Linked DNA regions of Zea mays: region 1 is linked to region 2. The links are chromatin contacts, called in public Hi-C maps. All regions are on one chromosome and are shown on one strand. Each heading gives the region's core, a stretch centred on a gene start, on an enhancer-like site or on the middle of the called end of the contact. The rest is flanking DNA. Distances are from core to core; before and after follow the strand shown.

Evidence for each region. Hi-C and Micro-C count contacts between places; a contact is called where the count stands out from the background.
Region 1: a contact with region 2 is called in a Hi-C map of ear, with 5 times the contacts expected there. The contact joins the promoter of LOC100501436 here to the promoter of LOC100037792 in region 2. A contact is called at or near these places in 3 of 25 Hi-C or Micro-C datasets (ear, endosperm and leaf).

The regions. Positions count from the first base shown.
Region 1 is chr7:25,306,082-25,313,239 of Zm-B73-REFERENCE-NAM-5.0, forward strand. It overlaps LOC100501436, which reads left to right and starts at 1,289. Exons shown (of 7, transcript NM_001196151.1): 1 at 1,289-1,428; 2 at 1,517-1,639; 3 at 1,893-2,219; 4 at 2,517-2,637; 5 at 2,733-2,907; 6 at 3,012-3,082; 7 at 3,740-4,647. The coding sequence starts at 1,601. The coding sequence ends at 4,479. LOC542732 (calreticulin 2) reads right to left here. Exons shown (of 14, transcript NM_001309255.1): 9 at 7,042-7,109; 10 at 6,861-6,956; 11 at 6,729-6,776; 12 at 6,336-6,377; 13 at 6,156-6,239; 14 at 5,827-6,062. The coding sequence ends at 6,051.
Region 2 is chr7:25,110,065-25,116,876 of Zm-B73-REFERENCE-NAM-5.0, forward strand. It overlaps LOC100037792 (cytidine deaminase 1), which reads left to right and starts at 3,592. Exons shown (of 5, transcript NM_001112493.1): 1 at 3,592-3,612; 2 at 5,057-5,116; 3 at 5,316-5,506; 4 at 5,644-5,748; 5 at 5,842-6,030. The coding sequence starts at 3,597. The coding sequence ends at 6,030.

The sequences.
Region 1 (7,158 bases), core at 39-2,538, 190 kb after region 2:
TGTAGCTAATAACATAGCTCACCAAGATAAGACCAAAAGGCTATTCCCAACATCTTACTCATCTCTATCTACTATTTTAAATTTCATATATAAACTATAAAATTTATAGTATAAAATAATATTTTCCACAATTATATTGGCCATAATAGCCTTAATTTGGCCTTAGCTAGAATTGCACTGTCACGGGATACCAATAGAAAAAGAAAGATGAGAATACATGTAAGTTAGAGTCGGAGTTCATGGATAGAAAGTAAAAACAAGTCAAGATAAAACAATTATAATCAGATAAATAAATAAAATATATTCATAAAAAGGTACCTAAATAACATCCAAATGCTATAATAAGCAAAGTTAATCCGTTTATGTTAGCCAACTTACTGTTTATATTTATTTGAAGAATAGACCGCACATTGTTGCAGGACTCTATGTTTTTGCATCTACTTTTTTTTTATCAGAAAATGATACATGGGACACTCAAATCCCCTTCGTGATTGAAGGGGATTGAGAGAAAAATTTGTTCATTTTCTTTCAAACCCCCTTCAATCTTGTAGGGAATTTGAGTTTTCAAACTAACATAAAGAGATTGGAATTTAGTAGCATAACATAGCTTTTAGTAGAACATTATGTGAATAATTAATGGAGGATGAGGTGGATAGCTTGTATATTGACTAGAACATATATTACTTTAGCTTTTCCTAGATATATAATTTTTATATAAATTTTAATTATACATTTATGTCTAGATGTACAGTAATGATTCTGGATAAAAAAGATTTATAATTTAGAATATAATGTTGTATTGGTACTTTAAATATATAGGGGATGTTTGAGATGGCTCTAGGTTCTAGGTGGAGCTATAGTTTATAATATCAATTTAAATAGTTTTAAAAATATTTTTAATCTAAATAATAAATAAAACGATTTATCTAAATACCTTATAAAGATCTACAACTTTAGCTCTATAATTTTTTAGAGTATCTAATGATCTGGTACATAAATTCTACTAAATTTTATAGAATCTGTCCGACCATAGTTTGATTAAAAAATAGCTTAAGGGTCCGTTCGTTTCGCATGGAATGAAGGGGTGGAATAAATCTGGCTTAGATTTCTTCAATAATTACTATAAGTTTTGGAAATTTGAAATTAATCCTGGTATGTTCCAGCAGAAACGAACGGGCCCTAAGGCAAGTCTAATCCAGCAGCTTTGTACTTTGACCGCGCTGACATTCTCTATCCATTTCGTTCTGGACGCTGCTTGCTTCCACAGCTCCACCGTCATCCATTGCATCGCGTAATCCTGCAGGTGCAGCTACCGGCATCCTATCGCGGCTTCGCTTCGAGACGGAAGGCTGTCCCGCGAGGTGTGGAGCCGAGAGCGGTTCGCCGTCCGAGAAGGGTTCACATCACCTCTTCCTCTGCCCCCCTCCGGTGAGCGAAACTCGACGGTTCCTCTGCTCTCAGTTCGCCGTTCCCCTGACACGCTCTTCGCTGGTCTTGTGGCGCTAATAACCTGCAGGTCTGTCTTCGGGGTCTCCCATTGGTGGCTGCAGTTGTTTTGATGGGAACTCAGTAACCGCTCGAGAGGAGAGGAAAGGAGCGGATGCTCAACTGTAGCAGGAAGATGGGTAGATCCGCGAGTGTAAGGAGACCGTATTTCTTGTTGGGTATCTGGATTGGGGTTGCGATTCAGTTTTTGGTGTTTCCTCGCGAATTGCTCCGCCGTCAGCGCCTTTCCTGAATGGGGGTCAATTTGGCTCTCGGGGTGCTCGGATGTAGAGCCAGAGATTTTTTTTGGGGGAAAGAATCAAATGGGCATATTCACGCAGATCATTAAGAATGGTAGAAACTTCAATTCTAAGGCTACTGACGCGGACACTTTGAATTTCGCGCAGGTTCTTCAAGTCCTTCTGGTTTCCGCAACCATCGTTGTTGCTCAGACGCAATGGGCTAGTGGTGTATGGGGCATGTACTGCGAGGACTTGACAGCGAGTGTAGAAAGGCCGCACAGGGCCTCGGTAACCGATTTCGGCGCCGTCGGAGATGGTGCGACTCTTAACACGAAGGCGTTTCAGAATGCGCTCTTCCACCTCGACTCATTCGCGAAGAAGGGCGGGGCGCAGCTGTTCGTGCCTGCTGGGAGGTGGTTGACTGGGAGTTTTAGCCTGATCAGCCATCTCACGCTATCGCTGGACAAGGACGCAGTGATTCTTGGATCACCAGTAAGATGATTTCACAAATGGTTCCGTAGGCAATAATAATTCACCTACTTTAAGTAGAGTTGCTTCTGTTTTGCCTCGTCGCTGTGGCTTTAGACCGTTGTCTTTTTCTTTTCGTACAGTTCTCACGTATTGAAACTAAGAGAATGTATAATCGCCTGTACATCTTGACAATAAATAGTACCAATAATGCCTCATCACAAGTTTACTGTAAGTGCATCTCATGTTTTGATGAGTAAGTTTCTACTGAAACAACAGTGCAGCCGTTTGGTTATGGTGTTCTTATGAGGATATTTGCAGGACTCCTCTGACTGGCCAGTGATTGATGCTCTTCCATCTTATGGGCGCGGTAGAGAACTCCCCGGCAAAAGACATCAAAGTCTAATATTTGGATCCAATCTTACCGATGTGATAATAACCGGTAAGCATTTATAGTTGCATCGAGCACTTCATACGGTTTTCCTTTTGGTCTTCTGGTGTGTAACAAAAACAAACTACTGATCTGCCTCTTTTCAGGTGCCAATGGCACCGTCGATGGCCAGGGTGCGGTTTGGTGGGACTGGTTTCACAACCACACATTGAACTATACTAGACCACCGCTCGTTGAGTTGATGTACTCTACCAGAGTTGTTATTTCCAACCTGACCTTCATAAATTCGCCGTTCTGGAATATCCATCCTGTGTACTGCAGGTTCCTTTCGAGGATTTCCTCTTGTCATTTATTACCGAAGCACCGTTTCAATCGTGATGATAATAATTATCCTTTGTACCGTATTTTTTCCCCCGAATGAACAGCCAGGTTTTGGTCCAGCATCTCACAATCCTAGCACCTATCAGTTCACCAAACACCGACGGCATCGATCCAGGTGTGCGTTCTTGGGCTTGCTATGGCTCACTGAATTCTTTATTTAAATGGATAGTTGCTTTAGTTTATGTGCTGTTGGCCTGTTTGCTCCATTTAGCAGTTGGCCCTGCACTTTGTAAAAATAAAAATCAGTATCATGAACAATCGCAACGCATGACTGTGTTCTGGCCTGAAAGAAAGAAACTAACACTAGGATGATTTGCATGTCAGTACTCGAGACAGGCATCATATATGTGCTTGAATGTATCTTTGTTTCTTTCCTTCTTATATATAAAAACGGTAGACCTAGTATCTGTGGGGTCTAGGGAAGTGATAAGCCAAGGTAATCCCCCCACCTCCAAAAACAATGCGGAGAGGCTACTTCGAACCTTGACTCGGTTACTCAGTGGGATAGCTATCATAATTGCTCTGAGCTTGCCCTTCTTTTCTCTGATATATATATGTCCTAATTAAGTGAATGACCATAGTTATTGCATAAAGTTCAAAAACTTCAAAATGTTATTTCTTGATGTATGGCACCATGACACCAGTATTTCCTGTCAGACACATTTCATGTATGTCATGAAGTCCTGAACTGTGTGCTTTCCTTTATGATCTCCTTTTTCGTTTTCTCCGTCGCATGTGTGGTACTAATGCAGCTTGAAACCCCATCATCCAGACTCGTCCACAAACGTCTGCATCGAAGACTGCTACGTCAGAAACGGCGACGACATTATCGTCATCAAGAGCGGGTGGGACGAGTACGGCATCTCCTTCGCCCACCCCAGCTCCAACATCAGCATCCGCAACATCACAGGACAGACGAGGAACAGCGCCGGGCTCGCCTTTGGAAGCGAGATGTCAGGCGGCATATCGGACGTCCGAGCGGAGGGTGTCCGGATCGTCAACTCGGTGCACGGTATCCGCATCAAGACGGCCCCAGGGCGTGGAGGGTACGTGAAGAACGTGTATGTAGCTGACGTCAGCTTCGACAACGTTTCCATAGCCATCAGGATCACTGGAAACTATGGTGAACACCCTGACGATGGCTACGACAGGAACGCGCTTCCCACCATAAGCAACATAACCATCAAGGATGTCGTGGGTGTCAACATTGGTGTTGCAGGAATGCTGCAGGGCATTCCGGGGGATAGCTTCAGTGGCATCTGCTTGTCAAATGTTTCTCTAAGTGTCAGGTCTACTGATCCATGGAATTGTTCACTTGTCGAAGGGTATTCGAGCTCTGTGTCACCTGAGGTGTGTGAGCAACTGAGAGCCACTCCTGGTCCTGGGTCCGGACAGATGTGCTATGGAGGTAACTATCCGGCAGCTGCGGCACAACCGCAGCCGCCGCAGAAGTCAGGTGCTAGCCGGCTGGTAAGTCCTTTCCTCTCGATAAGTTGGTTTCTACGTAGGTAACCTTGAGCATAGTATCTACTTATCATTTTCCCCCCCTGTTCCCACTTCCCAGCAGCTTGGTAATTGTAGTTTATGGAGTTCAGTACCATGTACACTTGTTCCAAAAACTATTTGCTGGGGCATGTAGCTACTGATTATTCTTACTCAGAAATGGAATGGATTTGTTTGACTTGAACAGTTCTGTTGAAACACGTCAGGTTCTGGGCTGGCTTGTCCTTGTAAGATACGGGTGCCGGCATATAACTTGGTTTCTCCTCGCAAACGAACTTCCAGGGTTATTCAACAAAGGCTAAATTGCATTACAAGACCGTGTAAAAATAATTTTGTTTTCTACCGTAAGTACCTCTGCTGCAATTTTGTTTATTGATATTCTTGTGCTATCTAATTGCTAGGATGTGTTTTCTAGGCAAGCACCACTAGTACCTGAGAATAGGGATTCCATCCCTTGATTTTGGTACTATCTTTTTAATAACTGGTACTGAAATTAAAGGTAGGCTCTGTCAACGGTTTCGGTACTGGTTTTAATGCCATAAGCTTTTGTACTGATTTTAAACACCAATCGATACTAATATTAAGGTTTTAGTATGTAATACTAATAGAAATTAGCAACAAATCAAAGAGGAGCTCTGTTCATTGGCTACATAAGATGCAAAGCGGGTAGGTGTAATATTACTTGAATTGTGTGAGTTAATCGTCTCACTTGTGACACGTAATATATATGATATGAAGTAATATATATGAAGATAATATAATTTTGGTACTATCTTTTTAATAACTGGTACTGAAATTAAAGGTAGGCTCTGTCAAAGGGTAAAAGTTGGTACAATGGTATTCTTTTTTTTAGAATTTTAAAAGGACTTTTATGACTTTAAAATTTTAACGTATGCCATGTCAGCCCATCCATGTAGACACGGACACAGATTTGCACTCTAGACCTGCAACCCTGGACTACCAATATCGAGCCATGCAGTTTTTGCAACGGGTTGGCTTGGATGTTGGTTGTTCATCTTTTCAGTCCAACGGTATTAGTTTACCGCGTCTTCAAATGTCAAGCTCACTAATTACCAACAAAAGGGTGATCAGGGAACCTATTTGCACATTTACATTTTATATGGACGGGCCCAATAAAAAAAATAACAAATCTTATACCAGGCAAAATCAGTAACACTGAGAGGAGGAAACGGAGCGAGTTTGCCTGAAAAGAGACCATATCGATAGCTAGAACAGTGATCAGGCACGAACGTTTCCCTACGCGAAAACGGCACGACGATCCTCAACCTAAACACGCCGCACATGCAAAGTCCACACGCGTGACGGAACCAGTGCTTTCGCAAAGGCTCACATTTAACATCAGAAAGGGAGATAACAATCGTGGGCAAAAGATCCTTCCTCCTTGTTCAGTGTTATCGGCTTTAATGGGAAAAATGACTACAAAGCGCTACGGCGACCCAAACTGTCCATCTGCTTATTAGCAGTGTTCTACATTCTTGGTGGTCACGGGAAAAAAAAAGAACTTCATAGTGGCAGAGCTGATAAATCTAGGCCAGCGGCCGCAACATCATCCTCGCCATCTAGAGCTCGTCCTGCAAATGGCATTTCATCACAACAGGCGTGTGAGGGCATAGACAGAGAGACATGACAAATGCTTGGTCAGGTCTCAAGAAAGAGTTTCTTACGTGCTTCTCATCATCAGAATCCTTGCCATCCTCGGCATCAGAGTCGGCCTTGTCCTCGTCTGCCTTCTCATCGTCTTCCTCATCCTGAGACCGATACATGTACAATTTATTTATTAGATCATTTGAGCTGCATATATGAAACGTAATGGCCCATGAAGAATATGAAGGTGCAATGCTGACCTCTAGGTCATCATCCTCATCATCCCCACCCTTGGCGGCATCCTGTTGACAAGAGAAAGCGATTCACAATCAGCGACGCGCAAACCTCCAACAGAAAAGCACAGACGTTGTGGTTCATAAAGATTAGTTCAGCCACCCAGGATTAGTAATAAACTGTTGATATGCAGGACACAAAAAAACACAACGGACGGTTAAACTCGATAGTTTTATCTGTTAAACTCACATGCACTTGCCACTGGTTCTAGTTCATTCAGTTCAACCTAACAAAGCTATTCCCTACGTCAACATAAACCAGGATGCATGGCAAAGACACAACATACAGCAAAACCCAATATAAGGGACACTCATGCATACACCCGTCACAAAAACACTATATGGTGTTTAAATATATACCTCTTCTTCCTTTTTTTTCTCGGCCTCATCAAAAGCAGCCTTTTCTGCCTGTTAAGGACAAGCATAGTTAGTGCATGTGCCTGAATAAACCATGAGTTACTGAGTGAGATGTTACTGAGAGGAAAAACAAACCTCCTTGTGCTTGCCCCAGGTCTCCTCTGCAAAAGTCTTGGCCAAGGCAGGGTCATCAGTGATGATGATGTTGTCAAACAGAGTGCCCGATTTAACCTGTACATAGAAAAACAAAAAAAGAGGCATAACTGTGATGTCCTTCTGAACAAGAGAGAGGAAGATCCGACTATCCAACACCGACCTGCCACAGCTCAATGCCAATGTACTTCAAGCTGTCGAAGGCGTAAATGTATGGATCATCCTTAAAATCTGTGATGCACAAGAATTAGATTCAGCACTAACATTCTACTCCCTCCTT
Region 2 (6,812 bases), core at 2,342-4,841:
TATTTAAATATATGATGATAAATTTAAACATATATATATAACACAATACATCAAGTATGAACTTATTAATTAACTAAAACAAATTTTAATTTGGAATGAAAGGAGTTTTTTTTCATCTCGTTTTTCAATATACATTTCTCTTCTTCTAATGTGTGATATATTTCTATCTCTAACTCGTTTTATCTCTTTTTTTTCTCACGAGGGTATTTAGTTCTTTTAGCTACCACGTTATTGGTAGCCGTGTACAACCGTAAAACACTGTTTTATTATCGAGAGAGTAATAGGAAGCTAGGTACACACATATGAGCACTTCTGGTTTGGGGCTTTTCAATGTTTTGATTGATTCATTGGAGTCCTTTGGTCTTGATATTGATGACATAAGGGGTCAAGGTTATGACAATGGTTCTAATATGAAAGGAAAGCATCAAGGAGTACAGAAACGGTTGCTTGATAAGAATCCAAGAGCTTTTTATATGCCATGTGCTTGTCACAGTCTTAATCTTACTCTTTGTGATATGGCAAAATCTTGTAGTAAAGTTGTTTCATTCTTTGGAATTGTGCAAAGAATATATACATTGTTTTCAGGTTCTACAAAAAGATGGAAAGTTTTACTTGATCATGTGCCAAGTTTAACTGTGAAATCATTGTGCAACACTCGTTGGGAAAGTCGTATCAAAAGTGTGGCAGCAATTAGATATCAAGCTCCTCATATAAGGGCGGCTTTGTTTGAGTTACATCATGCTTCTGATACTGAGCCCATGGCAAAGAGTGATGCAAAGAGTTTGTATGACTTGATTGGTACCTTTGAATTCATTCTTGGTATGGTTATATGGCATGATATTTTATATGTTGTAAATGTTGTGAGCAAGAAGTTGCAATCATCATCAATGTGTCTTCACTCTACCTTAGAGCAAATAGATGGTATAATGAGTTACTTTGACAAGTATAGAAATGAAGGGTTTGCTTCTAGTATGGTGATTGCCAAGGATATTGCTTCTGTAATGGGTGTAGAGGCATCATTTCCAGTAAAGCGGCGTGCTCTAAGGAAAAAGCATTATGATGAAAATGATTGCAGCAATGAGGCAAATCTACAAGGTGAGAAAGATTTTGAAGTAAATTACTTTTTAGTTATGCTTGATATGGCAAGCAGTTCATTAAAAATAGATTTGAAGACCTCCAAGTATTCAATGGTATATTTGGGCCTCTTCTTAACTCAGCATCGTTGAAATCATTGGATCACATTAAACTCAAGGATTATTGTACCATGTTGGCAAAAACTTTCTCTGTCGATGATTCATTTGATTTTGAGGAAAATAATCTGACATCAGAGTTAAGAATATTGCAAATGACACTGCCAGATAGATCAATGTCTGCTATGGAAATTTTTGAGTTTGTTAGGAGAATGGATTGCTATCCTAATATATTTGTTGCTTATCGGATATTATTTACTATACCAATAACTGTGGCATCAGCTGAAAGGAGCTTCTCAAAGCTTAAGTTATTGAAGAATTATTTAAGGTCTACAATGTCTCAAGAAAGGTTAAACGGGTTAGCAACTTTATGTATTGAGAAGAAATTATTAGATGATGTCAATATTGAAGCCATCATTGATGATTTTTCATCTAGAAATGTTAGAAGACATTTTTAAGTTGATCTCTTCAATATATTTGAGGTAATAATCTTACTTCTATTTTTTACTGCTCAAGTCTTTATGTGATACATTAAGTATAATTAGTTGATATATATATATATACATATAATAGTAAAAAAACGATTTTATGGTGTTGGGGCCTCTGTTTATAATCTTGTCCCGGGCCCCTTAAATGTCAGGAACGGCCCTGGTAATAGGGAGCTAGGTACACACATATGAGCACTTCTTCCCTTTTATTTTAATATATCTTTTCTAATATAACATTGTAGATACATTTCTCTTCTTCTAATATATCTTTCTCTTCTTTTAATATATTTCTATATATAGCTCTTTCTACCGGTAAAGGTTTTTAGTTCTTTTAGCTATCGTATTGGCATGCCGTATATAAAATTCCTAGAATGTCCACTGTTTTAGTACCGAGAGAGTACTCACACATGCATGCATGCTAATAGCGTTTCGACCTGTCTGCTAATTAACTAGATCATTAGACACATAACCCATATGTCAGAAACTTTGCATCGGTCTCAACGTGAGACACGATCAGTAGCACTTTACGAGATCTCTGCTAAATAGAATTAATTAATATAAGAGACAAAGTTTACGTAATCTCTGCTACAGAAGTGCTCCCTTGTATTCTATCTAGTAGGCGATGCTGATGCATATTAAGGAATCGGTGAGGACTTCAACTAGCCTTTCGCTTTGCCTACACGCAAGGAAAATATTGAGGGACCAAGGACGCCGACGCCAAAGCAAGCAAGCATTCAACGAGGAAAATGTGCAAGGTCCAGCGAGGCTGGGGTGGCGCACGTCCCCATTGCGACCGATTAGAGGAGAGAGAATGAGATTAGCTCCAACAAGAAACTCTAAGGGCTTGTTCGGTTATTCCCAATACACATGGATTGGATGGGATTGGAAAAAATTGAGAAGAAGTTTGACTTATTTGGGATTCAAACCCATCCAATCCCACTCAATCCACATGGATTGAGAGCTAACCGAACAGGCCCTAAAGGGTTTTGTATCCTAAATTTAGAGGATCAGATCGTCCTCTAATCAATCCAGCATCATCATCTAAACGATCCTATAAATTTAGAGAACGTGGTTAGATCCTCTATATAGATTTTCTCTAAACGTTACTCTATCCATTTGAATATTTTAAACAACCGATTTAACAAAACTAAAATATGTACAACACATTTGAGAGTATGTATGTAAAAAAATTAAAAATTTAAAAATGTCTATAATATATGTATTTTGCGTATAAAAGACGTGATTTAGAGGACGTTATTTGAGAGAAATGATATACAAAAGATATAATCTTTTAAAATAGACTGTAAAAGATAAATATAGAGGATAAATATAAAAAACGTTGCTGGAGAGCATGTGAATGCGTGCTCGGGCGGTGGTCGGCGCAGGCGACCGGCCGCCGGAGTACTTAGCCCATACGGCAAAGAGTTCGTCCCCGGGCAGACTATCCCAATTCCCAACTCCATCCGAAAGGCGTAGAGCCTGCCAAAACAGGTCACACTTGTTCCGTTGCGCTGCGGGAGGTGCACCATGTCCACCCATCTCATGGTACACCAGCCAGTAGCCACAGACCAGGGCCGTGAGAGCGGCGGGGCGGGGCGGAGACCCGTCTCCCAGCGGTGAACCAGGTCCGTGGAGTTCACGGCCGCGGTGCGTCGGTGACTCTCCCGCCTCCCAAGTCCCAATCAGCCGCGGATAGGGTGCTGTTGTGGACCCACTTGGCAGTCACCCTGAGTGGCTCCAGACGGGTCGCAGTCGACCCACACGGCCAGCGGCCTCGCCCGCCTCCTTATTTAGAACCGACGACGACACCCATCCGACCCGATCGGCGGGAGAGCACGAGACGCCCCTCTGCTTCCTTTTCTCTGTCGCTCAAAAGTTGCTGGAGCCCTCTTCTCTCTCTCCTCTCCGAGCCCCAACCATGGATGAGGCGCAAGGTACGTGTCTCTCTCTCTCTTATCGTGATCGTGCTCCTGTGCCTCTCTCCCTGGCTCCAATTCCAGGTCCGTTCTCGGTTCTGTTTCGAGGGACCAGGATGCGGCGGGGGGGGGGGGGGGGGGGGTGATTGAGCGAGCGGATTCTGGTGCGCTGGTCCCAATGGGGCCTCATCCGGCGGTCCGGGCATGCCGTTTCATCTCCCCTCGCGTTGGCTCTGCTGGGCGTGGATCCCGCCGGTTACTACTTTAACGTTCACGGCGTACAATCGAATTCTAAGCCCGATTTTATCATGTTATTATACCATATGCCTCGCGTACGAAAATGCACACTAGTTGATTACTCAGCTTGTTGCTTTTGCTTTTGCTTTTGCTTTTGCTTCTGCGAATCTCGTCGGGTGAGCCTGAACCGCTAGGGTGGGGGTGGGGATACGGAGCGATTCCGGCGGTGCTCCATATCCCGTGGAGTATATGGGCATTGGACAGTGTTGTTGTAACTCTGTTGCCTGCTTGCCTACTGGGTCACCTTGGCCCCCCTTTTTCCGTCAGATTCCAATCAGATTGTGCATCACAAACTTTAGTTTTTATCTGGATGCACACGCATGAGCTGAGCGTCGATGCTGTAAGGTCCACCAGTCTGCTTGTTGCTCTACTGAAAAGACATCATATAAGCATGACATCGTGGAACGATTTTTCTTTCTCTAAACTATACAGCAAGTAGACAGACCATAGGGCTGGATCCATGTGACCATGCTACTATTATTCTTGTCTGTGTCTTTCCTGCTCATTCCGCGCCAACAGGGCACATGCCAAATAGATATGTAGGCATCAAATGACAAGAAACAGTACCTAATGAAACCAGAATTCGGTTTTGGTTCCACAAGTAAAATTCTAGGACATTCTGGTATCTGACAGAAAAATTACTCAGATATGTAGGCATCAAATGACAAGAAACAGTACCTAATGAAACCAGAATTCGGTTTTGGTTCCACAAGTAAAATTCTAGGACATTCTGGTATCTGACAGAAAAATTACTCTTTACAAGCGGGGATTTTTTTTAAAAAAAAAGATAATGGAAACGAGGTTGCAGCCTAGAAGTGGGGAAGTGATTTGAGTGTTTGCCATGAATGAATTGATGTCTGAAATACTTAACTGAAGATCCGTTGTCTTGAAATTGAGCCAAACTATTTGTTTCATTTGAATGTACAAGTCATAATTGATGTCATTGAAATTTATGCCTTTGCTTCAAAAGGAACCTACAATATTTTTCGCAGCTGCATCTTTTCTTGTCTGCCAACCTGATCTCTTTGTGGTTCGGTACAAGTTTAGGACAAAGTAATCTGATGAAATTTAATCGCTGATTAGCTGTATATAATCGATATTAGCAGCACGGTTTCTTCTGATAAACCATGACCTCAATCTCAACGTATGTGCTTTTGTACTGCAGTTGTGGAGTCAAAGGATGGAACCATCTCAGTTGCTTCTGCATTTGTTGCTCATCAGGAAGGTGAGAACATTGCCATGGTATTTTTTTTTGTAGTTCCCTCGTAGTTGCACAGCTTTACTTACTGAGATAAGGTCAACACTGGACATGGCCTGGACCTATGATCTCTAAGGTCACAGTTTCTCGCCTTTGGTAAAACTTGCTCTTATGTAACGACAGCAAGAAAACTGATCTAAGACCTGCATTTTGGTGAATTTTGCAGCTGTACAAGACAGGGATCACAAATTCTTGACAAAAGCAGTGGAAGAAGCATACCGAGGAGTCGATTGCGGCGATGGAGGTCCATTTGGAGCAGTTGTCGTCCGTAATGATGAAGTGGTTGTTAGCTGCCATAACATGGTTCTGAAGCACACTGACCCTACTGCGCATGCTGAAGTAACTGCAATTAGAGAGGTAAATTACCTGAAGGCTACCATTAGCAGTCTTACTTAGTAAAATTATCATTACTTTAATCTCTTTTTGCAATCTGTCTAGCAGTTAATTTCATTATTTGATATGTGCTTGATGGTCTCTGTATGCCCATATTTTAGGCTTGCAAAAAGCTCGGGAAAATCGAGCTCTCTGACTGCGAAATTTACGCGTCCTGCGAGCCATGCCCAATGTGCTTTGGTGCAGTTCATCTCTCCCGAATCAAGGTTCATAATTTACTGTTTTGATTGCCTAAACAGATATAGGCACAGCTAGACATTACTGCGTTGTCTAACATTCCTACATGTCCTGCAATGCAGAGGCTGGTTTATGGGGCCAAGGCGGAGGCTGCCATCGCCATTGGGTTTGACGACTTCATTGCAGATGCTCTGAGAGGCACTGGGTTCTACCAGAAGGCCAACATGGAGATCAAGAAGGCCGACGGCAATGGCGCACTGATCGCCGAGCAGGTCTTCGAAAAGACTAAGGAGAAGTTCCAGATGTACTGATGCTTGGCTGAAGAGGGATTTCGGATTTGTACAATGCTCACCCAGAAGGAATAAATACATCGCCCAAATGTCCATTGTTTCGAAAAAATTTACCTCAATCCCAATGCTTAGCATTCTGATGATGCCTGAATTCCTTGTAAACAGACACAAGATTGTTCTTTGCTGTAACTCATGTGCAGTTAGTGGAATTCACTTTCACCCTTTCTGATGGTGCCTTTTAGCACAGTAAATTCAAGTATGAGGTCGCTTTTCTGACGTTTCATGTTTTCAGGGTGCCATTGTAGATTCAGAATGATGTCAGAACTCATAAGCTTCCGCTTACAGGTTTACATGACTGATGCATAAAGTATCAACAAACTACTATATTCTGCATAGGGAAGCAAAGCCTGGCAGTGAAGAATTCCTTGAACACCACACACTCATATACCTCATATTTCTAAAGTCTAAACCACCTTGCTCTCAGGCAAATAAACTTGGTCTAATACTAATGACCTCGTTTGAATAAACGGGGCAAGAGCAGCTTCATCCATCGAAGACATACCAAACCTAAGCGATTTAGCTTCATTTTCCACCAACTCCAACTCGAATACTTCAAGGTCCGCCAAGTCCTCTTTAGAACCAGCAGAAGTCACAAATTAAAGATGAGTTCTTCAACATCAGACATCTTCACAAAGACAACAAAAAAAAATTCTGAAATCGTGCAAAATCAAGCAAGAAACAAGGTTTCATGCAAAAAACTTCGATATGCTTAGGCTAAAAATAGCAAGAATATTGGAACACTG